Regions from separate parts of the Mus musculus genome. Here regions 1 and 3 are each linked to region 2. Evidence: chromatin contacts called from public HiChIP or PLAC-seq data. All regions are on one chromosome and are shown on one strand. Each heading gives the region's core, a stretch centred on a gene start, on an enhancer-like site or on the middle of the called end of the contact. The rest is flanking DNA. Distances are from core to core; before and after follow the strand shown. Region 1 holds the start of Slc7a7 (solute carrier family 7 (cationic amino acid transporter, y+ system), member 7). Region 2 has its middle 21 kb from the start of Oxa1l. Region 3 holds the start of Mmp14 (matrix metallopeptidase 14 (membrane-inserted)).

Region 1 (4,389 bases), core at 1,020-3,519, 69 kb after region 2:
TCGTTTTTTTGTTTGCTTGATTGTTTGTGACATGGTTTCACTGTGTAGAGCAGGCTGGCCCCAGAAACCCATCTTGTTGCCTTCTGGAATTAAAGGCATGCTCCATCACATCCAACCTGTTTGCTTGCTTTTTGAGACAGGATCTCTTCCATGCAAGGCTGGCCTCAAACTTGCTAAGAAAGAAATGACCTTAAGCTACTGGCCCTCAAGAAACCTCCCAGATGCTGGGGTTAGAGGTACTAAGCAGCACACAGTTTATGTTGTTCTGGGGAATGAAAGCCTACCCTCGTACATGCTAGGCAAGCCCTTTAACTGGCTGCTTCCCTAAACCTTAAACTACATTGAACTGAATTTTCACGCAAAACTCTTTAGGAGTAGCACTGGCCAGTGAGCCTGGAGCTTCCAACTGAGGTCTTATTAAGCTACACTCCCGCAGTGCACATTACTTTTTACAATTAAAAAAGCTGTTGTAGGCAATCATTTCCCAGCTCCTCCTCCTTGGCTGGACTCACACACCCCCACTTCTACCCAGTCCTCCACAACACCAATCCTGCCCCATCTCTACTTACAGATGCAGGCAGCGGCCAGCAGGCGGCCGGCGGCATAGGGAGCGCCACAGCTCGGGAAGAGGGGCTGCACCATGTAGTTGGCAAAGGTGATGGCAATGACGGCCTGGCTGGTGGGTTCAATGATGAGCAGAGAAGTCCAGAGGCGGATGAACGCAAGGAATCCCCCGAAGGCCTCCAGGATATAAGCATAGCTGGCCCCGGATTTCTTAATGGTGGTACCCAGTTCAGCGTAACAAAGGGCCCCAAAGACGGAGAAAATGCCCCCGACAGCCCAGATGACCAGTGAGAGGCCAAAAGAGGCACTGTACATGAGCACACCCTTAGGGGAGACAAAGATGCCGGAGCCGATCATGTTCCCCACTATGAGACACACGCCATTAAGCAGGGAGATCTCCTTCTTCAGTTTGACCTGCTCCGCCACTGGGCTGGCCCCATCCCCGAGAGCAGAGCCATCGTCGGCCTCGTGCTGAGCAGCCACTTCATACTTGGTGCTGTTGACCATGGCGAAGAGAAGGAAGACCTTCACCAGCTTGCTCGCATTGCCCTCTAAGGAAGAAAGAAGGCTGTGTTGGTCACTGCAGAATCTCTCCCTCCCACACCACAGGGCCCAAGGCAGTCAGCACCCACCAGTCCAGACACCCTCCTCACTTCTGTCTCCCCGCAACACCCAAGGCATGTCAAAATGACCCCGGCTTGGCTTTTCCCCCACAAAAGGGGAAAACATGCTAGCCTTAGGATGTAGCATACCTTATTTATCAGACAGCTGAACCCTCAACCTGTTATGACACAGGACAGGCATGAATGAGGCAGTTTGGTAAAACTTTTTTCTGCCTCCCCCTGACCCCCAAAGTCTCTCCCCTCTGATTTCAGTTTCAAATGTCCCTGCGCTGAGATGCCTGTATGAGGAACCAACCCTGAAACCAACTGATTCGCTAGATCCTCTTTTTGCTGATTTGCTGTTCTTTCCCCTAAGGAGTCTGTGTGCTGGGCTGAAGCTTTTAAAGCGCTCCTGCTACGGATGCACAGCCACCTCCCTGCTCGGGAATAGCCATTAACAAATGGTCAGCTGGCATCTTAGATGTTGGCAAAGCCCAAGCAGCCCCACCCATCCTGGAAAGAAAAAAAAAAAAAAAAAAAAAGACAGGAGATTGATTCGCTTTGTACTGCTTTTCCATTCCCAGATACCTGTCCCAGCCTCTAGCATCCCAGGCCTCCTGCTGCCAAATCTCTCACATCACACCAGCCAAAAAGTAGGAATGATCTTTCAGAAGGGTGGCCCAAACACACAGCAGAAACCAGAGATGACTGGAGGCAGTGGGTGGTGGCTGCCCACCCACCATAGACACCCACCATAGAACTGCTGGAGACATATCAAAGCAAACCAAGGAAAAGAAAGAGCTAAGGCCAGACAGCAGATGCCCTGAAATACAGAGCTAGAGACAGCTGCACAAAATAGGAAAGCAATCAGACAAATGGCGAAACACTACAGCCAGAGGCTCTGTAGCTCGAGGAAGTGACTGGACAGACAGAGAACAGCAGAGGGTTTAGCAAGGGGACAGGGTGGGGCACACTCACTCCCTGGCTCTGGATATAAGGAGGTTCCCACAGCAATGGCCAGCCGCAGTCTCTGAGACAAAGAGGCACACACACCCTCCAAGAACAGAGATCTGACAGCTCCTCCTTCCTCCAGCAGTAAGAGGGAAACCCAGACAAACGCCTACCGGATTTAAGTCAGGTCAAGAAGGGAGGAGGAGGTGAGGGAGCTAGGAAAGGAAGGGGTGAGGAAAAGGGAGAGGAGCGTTAAGCAACCCTCTGGGTCCAAGGTTCACAGGCCTTTCATATCTGCGAAAGGGGCAGCTAGGAGCTCCTGGCTCAGCACTTTCTGTGATAAGAAGGTGCTCGATCAGGAATCTCCTTTGTCAGCTCTGCCCCGGGACAGGAGGCCCAGAGGAAGGGACAGCTAACTAACTGGGTGTGCTCTCTGAAACCCCAGAGAGTCTAATAAGTTACCAAGTACAGAGCACTGGTGGCACAGACCTCTCCCCATGTGTCCTCCCTCCATGGCCCACCCAAACTTCACTTCTCTCTCTCACCCGAAACAAGAAAGGCAGGAAGGTTAGAGAATGGGACGCATTGTTCACAGGCTGAGATTGGCGGAAGTATGGGAGTGGTTCAGACGCCCCATGTGGCGCTCTAAGTGAGATCGCTGTACACTTCCCCATGCAGAGAAAGGGGTGGCTGCCTCTAAACCGGGGCATCACCCCCAAAGTCTGACCCTCGAGCGATTTCAAAAGAAATATGGTTCAGAAATGAGATCAAACTTCTAGATCCAACTCCATTCCACCATTATGCTCTTTCATTCTTAGGGAAACACACTACAACCTCTGGAGCGCCCAAAACTTCCTATGTAGGTCTCAGTACAAGCTTTCCTCCATTTCTTAAAAATATATGGAGGCCCAGACGTGAATGGCTCATACCTGTAATCCCACATCCAGAAGGTTGAGACAGGAGGGTCCTATTTGGTTAAGGCCAGACTAGAGACCCCATGTCAAAGGTGGGGGAGGGGGAGAGGGGCTGCCAAGATGAAGCCCATGATGGAAGGAGAAAATTTCCTACTGTTCTACGAGCGTGCGCGCACTACAATAAAAAAATTAGCTGAGCACCGTGGTACACACCTTTAAACCCAGCACTCTGGGGGCAAAGGCAGGGAGCTCTCTGAGTTCAAAGATCAAGGACAGCCTGGTCTACAGAGTGAGTTCTAGGGCAGCAAGGGCTATGAGGAGAAACTCTGCCTCAAAAGAAAAAAAAAACAAGCTAACATAATAATAATAATGTGTGTGTGTATGTGTGTGTGTGTGTGTGTGTGTGTGTGTGTGTGTGTATGGAAAGTTGGAGTATAGCTCAATGGTAGAGCGCTTACCTACCCCCAAGGCACAAAAATAGTGTGGAAATAAGGTTTCACTGAACTATGTTAGACAGGCCCAGAATAAACAGAAAAAGTTCTACAATTTGAAATCACAGTTTATTCTACCTTTATAATCGACTTTAACTCTGGTATACTGAGCCTTTTTTGGCAGCTTACCTGTTCTGAAACCCAACTGTGTATCCCTTCTTCTTCTACCTCTTCTTCACTCTTTGGTTATTCTACAGAAATAGTCAGAGACAGTTCATCTCTATGCTCACTCACCCTCCCAGCCCAGCCCCTTGATGTTCTTAGCTAAACCGAGATGGGATGCTGGGCTTAGGCCTCCCAAAAACTGTGCTTTGAGGATGGAGAGATGGCTCAGCAGTTGAGAGCACTTTCTGTTCTTGAGAAGACCCGAGCACCACACCCAGCACCCACATGGCAGCTCACAACTCCAGTTTCAGGAGATTTGATGCCCTCTTCTGGACTCCATAGCTACTAATACATACACGGTACATAAACACATGCAGGCAAAACACCCATACACATAAAAATGAATTTTTAAAAAAATTTTAAAGATTGCATTTCTCACAAGGCAGCCCTACATACATCTGAGATCCGTCTTGAAGACACTGCCCTTTCCTCCCAGCCTCCCCTGAAACACGTCCATGATGGTAGTGCTAACACTGCCTGAGTCCTTGTCCAGGCCAGACACCCCACTGTGCATTTCAATGCATTAGCTCGATGGAAAGTATGCAGCCAGGAAGCAGGTACCACACACTCTGCAGGGTGCCAAGTGGAGAGGAGGCAGGCAGTGAAGATCACACAGCTGTGCTGTCTCCTCAGCTTCCAGCTCTCTGGCCCGTCATTGTCTCTGGTCACCAGACCATCCCTTTAGACAGGAAGCCACCCCAG
Region 2 (4,591 bases), core at 2,065-4,564:
GCTTCTAGGAGTACCAGGCAGGCAACTGGTACACAGACATGCATACATGCATACAAAAATCCATATACATAAGTAAAAAATAAAAGTTAAAAAATAAATAAAATAAACCAAGAGATAAAAAGGGAGGTGTTACAATAGATACCAATTAAAATCAAAATTATGATGGCATACTTCAACAAATTAGAAAACGTCAAAGAAATGGATTAATCTCTGTTTAAAATAACCTACAGAAGTTAAATCAAGAACAAATAAATAATTTAACTAGATCTATAACCAACAGTGGAATTGAAGTCATAGTAAAACATCTCCCAACTTAAAAAAAAATGTCCAGAGCTTAATTAGTAAAATAATTAATAATAAAAATAAAGTCCAGGACCAGGTTTACTGCAGAATTCTAACAGAGCTTTGAAGAAAAACTAACACCAATGCTACTCAAATTATTCCATAAAATAGAAAAAGAATGGAGGCTTTCAAACTCTTTTTATGAACAGAAAGCAGAATTGTGATATCATAACCAGATAAAGACACCACAAAAAAGCCGGGCTGTGGTGGCGCACGCCTTTAATCCCAGCACTTGGGAGGCAGAGGCAGGCAGATTTCTGAGTTCGAGGTCAGCCTGATCTACAAAGTGAGTTCCAGGACAGCCAGGGCTATACAGAGAAACCCTGTCTCAAAAAAACAAAAACAAAAAACAACAACAACAAAAAAGACACCACAAAAGAAAAAGATACAGGGCTGGAGAGATGGCTGAGCAGTTAAGAGCACTGATTGTTCCTCCAGAGGTCCTTAGTTCAATTTCCAGCAACCACATGGTAGCTCACAACCATCTGTAATGGAATCCAATGCCCTCTTCTGGTGCGTCTGAAGCTACAGTATACTCCTATACATAAAATAAGTAATTATTTTTTAAAAATACAAAGAAAATAACAGACCTATCTCCCCATTAAATATCGATTTTTAAAATTCTCAATAAAATAAAATATTGGCACTTCAAGATTCAAAAGCACATCAAAATGTTTGTTGTGGGGCTGGAGAGATGGTTCCGTGGTTAATCATGCTTGTTGCTCTTGCAGAGAACCCAAGTTCTGTTCTTAGCATCTATAGAGTGGCTCATAACCATCTGTAAATCCAGTTCCAGTAGATATGATGCCTTCTTCTGGCCTGCTTAAGTATTAAATGCACACAGTACATATACTTACATGCAAGCAAAACACTCATACACATAAAAATAAGTAATAAATAAGTAAAAGATCATTCATTATGACCAGGTAAGCTTTATTCTAGCACAAAGCTGAAGTCCAAGTGGATCAAGGATCTCAATGTAAAACCAGATACACTGAACCTAATAGAGGAGAAAGTGGGAGAAAGCCTCGAACTCATTGACACTAACTGAACTCCAATGGCTCAGGCTCTAAGATCAACAATTGATAAATGGGGCCTCGTGAAACTGAAAAGCTTCTGTAACAGAAAAACTTCTATAAGGCAAAAGGCACAGTCAATAGGAAAAATCAGTAACCTACAAAATGGGAAGGGAAAAAAAAAACAAAAACAAAAACAAAAAACTTCGTTAACCCCACATCCAATAGAGGGCTAATATCCAAACTATATAAAGAACTCAAGAAGCTAACCGCCAAAAAAAAAAAAAAAAAAAAAAAAAACACAAATAACTCAATTTAAAAATGGGGTATAGAACAAAAAAAAGAATTCACAACAGAGGAATTTTTTTAAAAAGATTTATTTATTTATTATATGGAAGTACATTGTAGCTGTCTTCAGACACTCCAGAAGAGGGAGTCAGATCTCGTTACAGATGGTTGTGAGCCACTATGTGGTTGCTGGGATTTGAACTCTGGACCTTCGGAAGAGCAGTTGGGTGCTCTTATCCACTGAGCCATCTCACCAGCCCAACAGAGGAATTTTAAATGGCCAAGAAGCACTTAAGGAAATGTTCAAAGTTCTTAGTCATCAGGGAAATGCAAATCAAAATGACCCTGAGATTCCACCTCACACCAGTCAGAATGGCTAAGATCAAAAACTCAGGTGACAGCACATGCTGGTGAGGATGTGGAGAAAGAGAACACTCCTCCATTGCTGGTGGAATTTCAAATTGGTACAACCACTCTGGAAATCAATCTGGCGGTTCTTCAGAAAATAGGAAATAGACCTACCAGAAGATCCAGCTATACCACTCTTGGACATATACCAAAAAGATGCCCCACCACACCAGAGGGACACATGCTCCACTATGTTCATAGTGGCCTTGTTTGTAATATCCAGAATCTGGAAACAATCCATATGTCCCAAAATGGAAGAACAGATACAGAAAATGTGGTACATTTACAAATGGAATACTACTCAGCTATTAAGAATGAGAACATCATGAGTTATGCAGGCAAATGGGTTGAACTAGAAAATACCATCCTGAGTGAAGTAACCCAGATCCAAAAGGACATACATGACAGGAGCCTAGCATAGCTATCCTCTGAGAAGCCCAATCAGTAGCTGACTGAGACAAATGCAGATGTTTACATTCAACCATTGGACTGAAGTTGGAGACCCCTATGGGGAACTAGGGAAAGTTATGGAAGAAGCAAAAGGGGAGGGCGACCCATAGGGAGACCATCAGTCTCAACTAACCGGGACCTCTGGGAGCTCCCAGACACTGAGTCACCAACCAAACCAGGCAGCATACACAAGTGCCCACATACACACACACACACATACATATATAGTAAGGTACTGCCTTGTCTGGCCTCAGTGGGAAAAGGTGTGCCTAATCCACGAGAGAGTTGAGACCCCAGGGAGGGGGGAGGCCTGGTGGTAGGGAAGCATTCTCTCAGAGACAGGAGGGGGAGGAATGGTCTGAGGAACTGTGGGAGGGGGTCTGGGAGAAGGGGCAATGGCTGGATGATAGATAGATAGATAGATAGATAGATAGATAGATAGATAGATAGATAGATAGATAGATAGATAGATAGATAGATGGATAAGAAAAAGTCAAATGGGCGGGGAGGCCAGGAGTGGAAAAAGAAAGAATAAAGCATGGGGGGGGGGGTAGGGGATGGAATCGGAGTTTTTGTTCATGATCCATTAGACTTTCTGGATTTGGACCAGAGTCAGTGCAATAGCTCTCCCCGAAAACAAAAGTGGGAAGACAATAGAGTGACTCTCTTCAGAGTGGCTGGAAGGTCTGGATTTTTGGAACGGGTGCCAGGGATACTCACGGTCTTTGTTTAATCTGGAGTTCCAATGTGGGTCTGAGTGGATCATCAGCTGGGCTGCGAGTCAGTTGGGTGTGCCCCACATAGTAGGAGTCAGCTGTGGGACACAGTGCTTGGGTAGGTGAAACTTGGAGGAGCCCAATGTGAGTCCACGGGAGGAGTTAGTTGAACACACATGATATGAAAGAAGTCGGGGTTTCTGGAAGTTAAAGGTTTATATGGTGTAGCCAGCCACCTGCGTCCACAGGTTACTGGGTTCCTGAAAGTAAAGATGGGATTTGGGATGGGAAAGGCAGCAAAAGAAATAACGAGCCAAGACAAAGTTTTCTGATCAAGGCCACTGTTTAATTAAGAGTTTAAGCTTATAAAGGGGGGGACCCATCCCCTACCATGCCAGGATCTCTTTGCTTGTGAGGATCAGCTGCCTTTTGTCAGGAAAAGAGGTTCAACCTCTCAGCAGGTAGTGGCATCTTGGAGGAAAGGTGCAGATGTGGCAGGACAATAGACTTTACCTAGGTCAGAAGACTCCACCCTAGGTGGGCTAGCTGGCTGTGGCAAGCAAGGTCTGAGCCAGCCTGCTCAAGGCTGGGGGAAGGGCACAGTTCCTCCCTTTTTATTTATTAAAAATTAGCTGGACTGAGGCATATAATTTACTTATGCTCCATGGTCCTGCCTGAGAATTATGGTGGCTGTTAGCCATGCCTGTCTTAGGACTAATTGGACTTATTCAGACCCGTCTCAGAGAACATGTGCAGCTTGTGTTTATTTGCACAAACATAGCATTTTAGTGTTGATTATGAACAAACACAGCCTATTGGCACATGCCTCTGTCTTAGGTTGAAATAAGCCATAGACCCAGTGGCCCATCCTTGGCTGCCGGCCCTCATTGCACACCTTTTTCCCAATCAGACCAAAGCCACAATATGCACTCAATGCATTTCTTCATAGCCGTGAATCACTGCCATCTGTGCTTTGCTGAAGGCAAACCTGCATGGAGGCAACTGACCTGCTTGAAACACAAAGTCAAAGTTGAAAGCAGCAAGATTAAGGTAGTCTGTGGGGATGTCCCAGGCACTTAATTCAGTTGCAAATTAGCAGAGATCAAGCCCAAGCTGGGGGGGTGGGGGTGGGGGTGCTGGGCTTGAGAATCAACAGAAAAACTGTTAACTTCTCATGTAAATAGTGGAGGCTATGCTCCAAGTTAACTCTGCTGGCTGATAAAGATTTTTAGCTATCTTCATAATAGGAATCTCCAATATTGGAATTATTTCTAGACCAGTCCATGATTGAGCCAGAATAACTGATCCCATTAAAGGAAAGAGAAGAGTCATTGTAACTCCTCCCTTTGATTCGTTTTCCTAAATCAGTTT
Region 3 (4,478 bases), core at 660-3,159, 91 kb after region 2:
TAAAGGGACTTTACTGAGAAGCCCACTTCCGAATCAATAAAAAGCAGCTCCTGCCCCACTTTCCCAGACTCTCTCTGGCTTTCTTTTCTATAGTCTGAATGCTTTATCAAGTCATTTTCCCCACCACTTGTATTGATAGCAAAAGACCTTAAAATCACTGCCTGCCAGGCTTGGCCCAGTGCCCTTAGTCCTCCCCATTCCAGTTCAGCCAGATCTTGCTCTGGGATCATTTTGCCCCTAGTGCTGAAGAACGTGCCCAGAGCCTTAACAAAAGCTAAGCACACCACCACCTATCACTTGGCCTGCTTGGGATTTTTAATCAACCACAAGCAACTGCTTTGTGAGAGAAGAAAGGGGCAGCAGCAGTTTCCCTGGTTCACCCTCATACTCTTGTCACTAAGAGACCATGCACAGCTCAGATGCATACAGTTGGCATTTAATGTTTTCTTGAAAAGGTCTTTCCACCTGAGGATCTTTTTCCTTTTTAAGACATGGTCTCACGGTAGCACTGGCTGTCCTGAAACTGGCCAGGTAGACCAAGTTGTCTGGCAATCACAAAGATCCTCCCACCTCTGTCTGGATTTAAAGCCATGTGCCACCATACCTGTTAGAAGTCCCTTTCTTAACAAGCAGCTAGTATCTGGGTACATGGTCCAGGAGACACTCACACTGTAAGGCAGATATAGGAAGGATTAAACTCGGGGTCTTCTGCTGAAGGAGTAATAATCAGACTTAAGTTCCAGAGGTTAAAGAGGGTCCTTGCTTCCCCACCCCCACACACAAGGTCGCTGCCCATGACCTAGCAACCATTCATTGTATTGATCGTGAGCCTCCCTTGGATTCTGGAGGCAAGGACCTTTGTTCCCGTTCCAGTGCTCCGTGTTTGGCTCCCATCATCCACCACAAAGCTGGCAGCTGTGGATCTCTGCAGCTTCCTACCTGGCTTTATTCCTGCCCCCTTCCCTTACCGCTTCCCTTGCTTGCTTTCCTTCCCTCTCCCCACTGCCTTCCTCTCGCTGACCAAATGCAATTCTTGGATCTTACATTTCGCTGATGGTCGAGTTTTCTGTCTCCCACACTTTTCCTGCCTCTGTCCCACTGCTGGTGTGTTTCCATATCTAGTTGTCAACCTCTTATCTGTCTCCCTCTCGGAGAGCCAGCGCAGCCTGGCCTCCCTCTCCCCTGTCTGCCTCTCCTTTTGTTCTCCCTGCCCAGCCATCACGGAAGCTGCGCGCTCGAAGGAACTGTCTCCACTGTAAAGACTAAAGGAAACTCCAAAACCCTACCTCCCATTCCTTCCTCTTCCAACAAATTTCACCACTTCTATCCATCGGGCTTCCCCCGATCCTGTGACCTTGAAGCCCTTTCCTACCCAGGCAGTTCACACTTAATAGAACAGCCAGATTGTAAAAGCCATTAATAAAGGGGTCGGTCCCCCAATTCAAAGTAATTGCGGTGGCTGTTGGGCATGTGGCTTTTGTTACAGTCTTAACTTTGGGGCAAGAGGAGGAGAAGGAGGCTGTCCACAGGTCTCAGCATACAACCCTCTTGTTAGTAAATGTCCCTTCTCCCAACCTTCCTCACTCGCAAGTTAGACTTCATGTCTCCACCATTCCTAGCCATCGGGCTTCCCAATACTTAAACACTCTCAAGTGAGACATGCTGAATACTACGGGAATCAGGCCACCCAAAAAATGCTTAGGAAGAGAAAGTCTTCCGCATCCCGTCCCCTGGGACACCCAGGCTCCTAGTTAGTTGCCGGCTGCGGCCTCAACCCCTGCAGATGGCAGCCTGCACCACAGAAAAGACAAACTTTTTTTTCCCCTTCTCTCCTGCTGTAATTGGATTCGAGCTGAAACACCACGTCCCCACCGAAAAAGGAGGGCATTGGGGCGGGGGCGGAGGAGAGGCTGTGGGAGAAGGGAGGGACCAAAGGAGAGCAGAGAGGGCTTCCAACTCAGTTCGCCGACTAAGCAGAAGAAAGATCAAAAAACGGAAAAGAGAAGAGCAAACAGACATTTCCAGGAGCAATTCCCTCACCTCCAAGCCGACCGCGCTCTAGGAATCCACATTCCGTTCCTTTAGAAGACAAAGGCGCCCCAAGAGAGGCGGCGCGACCCCAGGGCGTGGGCCCCGCCGCGGAGCCCGCACCGCCCGGCGCCCCGACGCCGGGGACCATGTCTCCCGCCCCTCGACCCTCCCGCAGCCTCCTGCTCCCCCTGCTCACGCTTGGCACGGCGCTCGCCTCCCTCGGCTGGGCCCAAGGCAGCAACTTCAGCCCCGAAGTAAGTGAGCTCCTCCGGCCCTTCCCGGAGTTTCGCCCGCCGGGTAGGCGAGCCCGGGGGTCTCCAAGGGGACAGCCCCCGCTGAGAGATGGGCTCTGGGGGGGCTCTGCTGCGCCAGCCTTTCTTTTTCTCCCCTCATCTGCAAACTTGCAAGTTGATCCAACTTTTGCCTGCCTCCAACAACCCCCCTTCCGCCGCCACCGACTCTTTCCCATTCCTCCCTTCCCTGGAAGAACTCTGCAGCGGGGCCCGGGCCTCGCTTTTCCAAGCTCTGCGCGCACTGTGGCACAAGGCGGGAGCCTCAGAGACACTGGACTCCGCGCCGTCCGGGCCGGTGTCACACGCGAGTTGTTCCTTCAGTTTGGCAGCGCTCAGGTGCCCGAGGCCCTGCACGGACGCATCCGTACCAAGTGGGGGCGTCGGGGGCGCCCAAGCTGTACCCGCCTCCCCTGGACCGCCCTCGGTGCGGGCCGCTGGCCCGGGCGTCGAGGATCGCGGCGGGCCGAACTTCCGCGCACACAAAGCTCTTCTTGTGAGCAGCGGGGCTCAGCCTGGCCACCTCCTCCCTCGTCCTCCACACCCCTACCGGCGCCTTGGGGGGCCTTTTTGTTGTTGATAATTATTTTTCTGCATTGATCGCGGGGAGACTAGGGGGAGTCGCTCGCTCGGTGAGTTAGTTGAGGGTTGGCCTGGGTCTCCCCTGAGTGTCCCAACTGACTCTGGCGCCCCCACCCCCATCCCTAACTCTTCCGTGACCATAGCCCACCCCGGTCCTGAAGGAAGCGGCATGGGAGTAGTCCGAGGAAGTTTTCCCTCCCTCTCTTATTTTGGGGTGAAGGTGGGAGACGGATTTAATCAGCTTCTTATTTTGGGCCATCCCAACCCACTCAGCCTGGTGAGGACCTGGGTGTGGTAGGGAAGGGCTGGGAAGGGCCCAAATGAAGGATACGGTCTGGATTTGACTCCCTCTTCTCTGGGCCCAGGCCGGGGCGCACCCTCAGAATGAACCTCTCCTGGGCACATGCTGCCTGTATCACTGAAGAGACCTGGAGCTGAAAGGCCAAGTGTAGCCCTAGGAGTCGGGCCACAGTTGTGCATGGAAACTGGAAAGAGTAAAATCCTCCCTGAGACTGGAAACCAAACCCAATTGTCAGAGAGAGGAGGCAGGCTCCTTTCCCAGGCCTAAAGCTACCATCTTAGCCCCAGAGAGTGCCTAACAAAAGGAGCCTCTGGAAAACTGCCCACTGCCAACGTCTTTTTTTCCCTCCCCAGCCTCCAGTAGGTGCCCTAGGGGAGGCGCGGCAGCCCTGGCTCTGCTCTAAGTGGGTCATGGTCCTCCCAGAGCCAGAACCACCATTTGCTTCTGGCACACAGTAGGGTGGGAAGTAGGGCGGGACCGATCCAGAGGCCAGGATCCAAGACTTGATGTTGAGCTGGAGAGCCCCCACCCTCTCAGCCTCCGAAAGTGGGAGATGTTCCTTGACTTTCTCATAGGGAATACCCTGCGGTTATTGATCAAGACAATGCCAGCCAACCGGGTCCTGCCACCCACCAGAGTTGCTCTGTCTTCCGGCCAAGCTGAAGGGAGAGGGGTTCTGAGGCAGCTAGATCCCTTTCACCGAGCCTCCACAGCTCCAGGACAGCCCTCTCCTCCCAGTTGGTGTGTCTGGTGCTTGTCCCTTCCCCCACTCAGCCGCAGACACCAGAGTCCTCTCCTGTGGTTCCAGTTTCATAGTCTGTGGTTTTGCCTGGCTCAGAGATGGAGAAAGAAACTTGCCCAGTCCGGGAGAGGAAGAAAATGATGGGGACAGTTTCTTTCCTGGCTTTGTGATACTCTTCCGGGGAGTCCTTTTCCTGACAAAGCATCCATTTTGCTCCACGGGGTACTGGGGCCGGGTTTATGAGTGTGCTTATTTAGACTTGCCTGCATCTCGAAAGGCTCATAGGACAGGGATTTATCCGGAACTCCTGTCTCTCCCGCCAGCCTCCCTTCTCCGGAATATTCTAAGAGCGGTTCCTCATCTGCTGAGGGTTGTGGACCTGGTTTCACTCCTGAGTTTCAGCTTGGGTGGGGGGAAGCCGGCCACTCCCACTCTCCCCTATCCCCAAGCCCGAAGCAGCTGATAGCCCAGCCGGGGTCAGAGCCTACAGGTGAGGCTGGGAGCAAAGGGAGTTTCCTGCATACTTGGCACA

The links. HiChIP or PLAC-seq counts read pairs in DNA pulled down with a chosen protein or histone mark.
Region 1: a contact with region 2 is called in an H3K4me3 HiChIP or PLAC-seq map of embryonic stem cells, with 16 read pairs. The contact joins the promoter of Slc7a7 here to the enhancer-like site in region 2. A contact is called at or near these places in 21 of 39 promoter capture datasets (the 3T3-L1 cell line, 3T3-L1-derived adipocytes, the C10 cell line and 14 more), 6 of 484 Hi-C or Micro-C datasets (the HPC-7 cell line, bone marrow, extraembryonic endoderm stem cells and 3 more), 5 of 115 datasets of contacts at active chromatin or transcription factors (bone marrow-derived macrophages, embryonic stem cells, intestinal crypt epithelium and 1 more) and 3 of 9 other capture datasets (adipose tissue, liver and pancreatic islet).
Region 3: a contact with region 2 is called in an H3K4me3 HiChIP or PLAC-seq map of embryonic stem cells, with 14 read pairs. The contact joins the promoter of Mmp14 here to the enhancer-like site in region 2. A contact is called at or near these places in 24 of 39 promoter capture datasets (the 3T3-L1 cell line, 3T3-L1-derived adipocytes, the C10 cell line and 14 more), 3 of 484 Hi-C or Micro-C datasets (bone marrow, memory CD8 T cells and pre-B cells), 2 of 115 datasets of contacts at active chromatin or transcription factors (both in embryonic stem cells) and 3 of 9 other capture datasets (adipose tissue, liver and pancreatic islet).

The regions. Positions count from the first base shown.
Region 1 is chr14:54,407,934-54,412,322 of GRCm38.p6, forward strand. Slc7a7 (solute carrier family 7 (cationic amino acid transporter, y+ system), member 7) reads right to left here and starts at 2,270. Exons shown (of 10, transcript NM_001379499.1): 1 at 2,145-2,270; 2 at 570-1,115. The coding sequence starts at 1,071.
Region 2 is chr14:54,337,732-54,342,322 of GRCm38.p6, forward strand. No RefSeq gene overlaps it. Among named protein-coding and RNA genes, the nearest start is that of Oxa1l, 21 kb to the right of the region's middle. Within about 2 kb of position 3,315, at least 6 of the 459 cell types and tissues checked have an H3K27ac peak or open chromatin away from gene starts, as enhancers often do. A contact at or near this core is called in embryonic stem cells and stem cell-derived epiblast-like cells, where this site is marked.
Region 3 is chr14:54,429,689-54,434,166 of GRCm38.p6, forward strand. It overlaps Mmp14 (matrix metallopeptidase 14 (membrane-inserted)), which reads left to right and starts at 1,910. Exons shown (of 10, transcript NM_008608.4): 1 at 1,910-2,285. The coding sequence starts at 2,178. Mrpl52 (mitochondrial ribosomal protein L52) reads left to right here. Exons shown (of 5, transcript NM_026851.2): 5 at 1-62. The coding sequence ends at 40.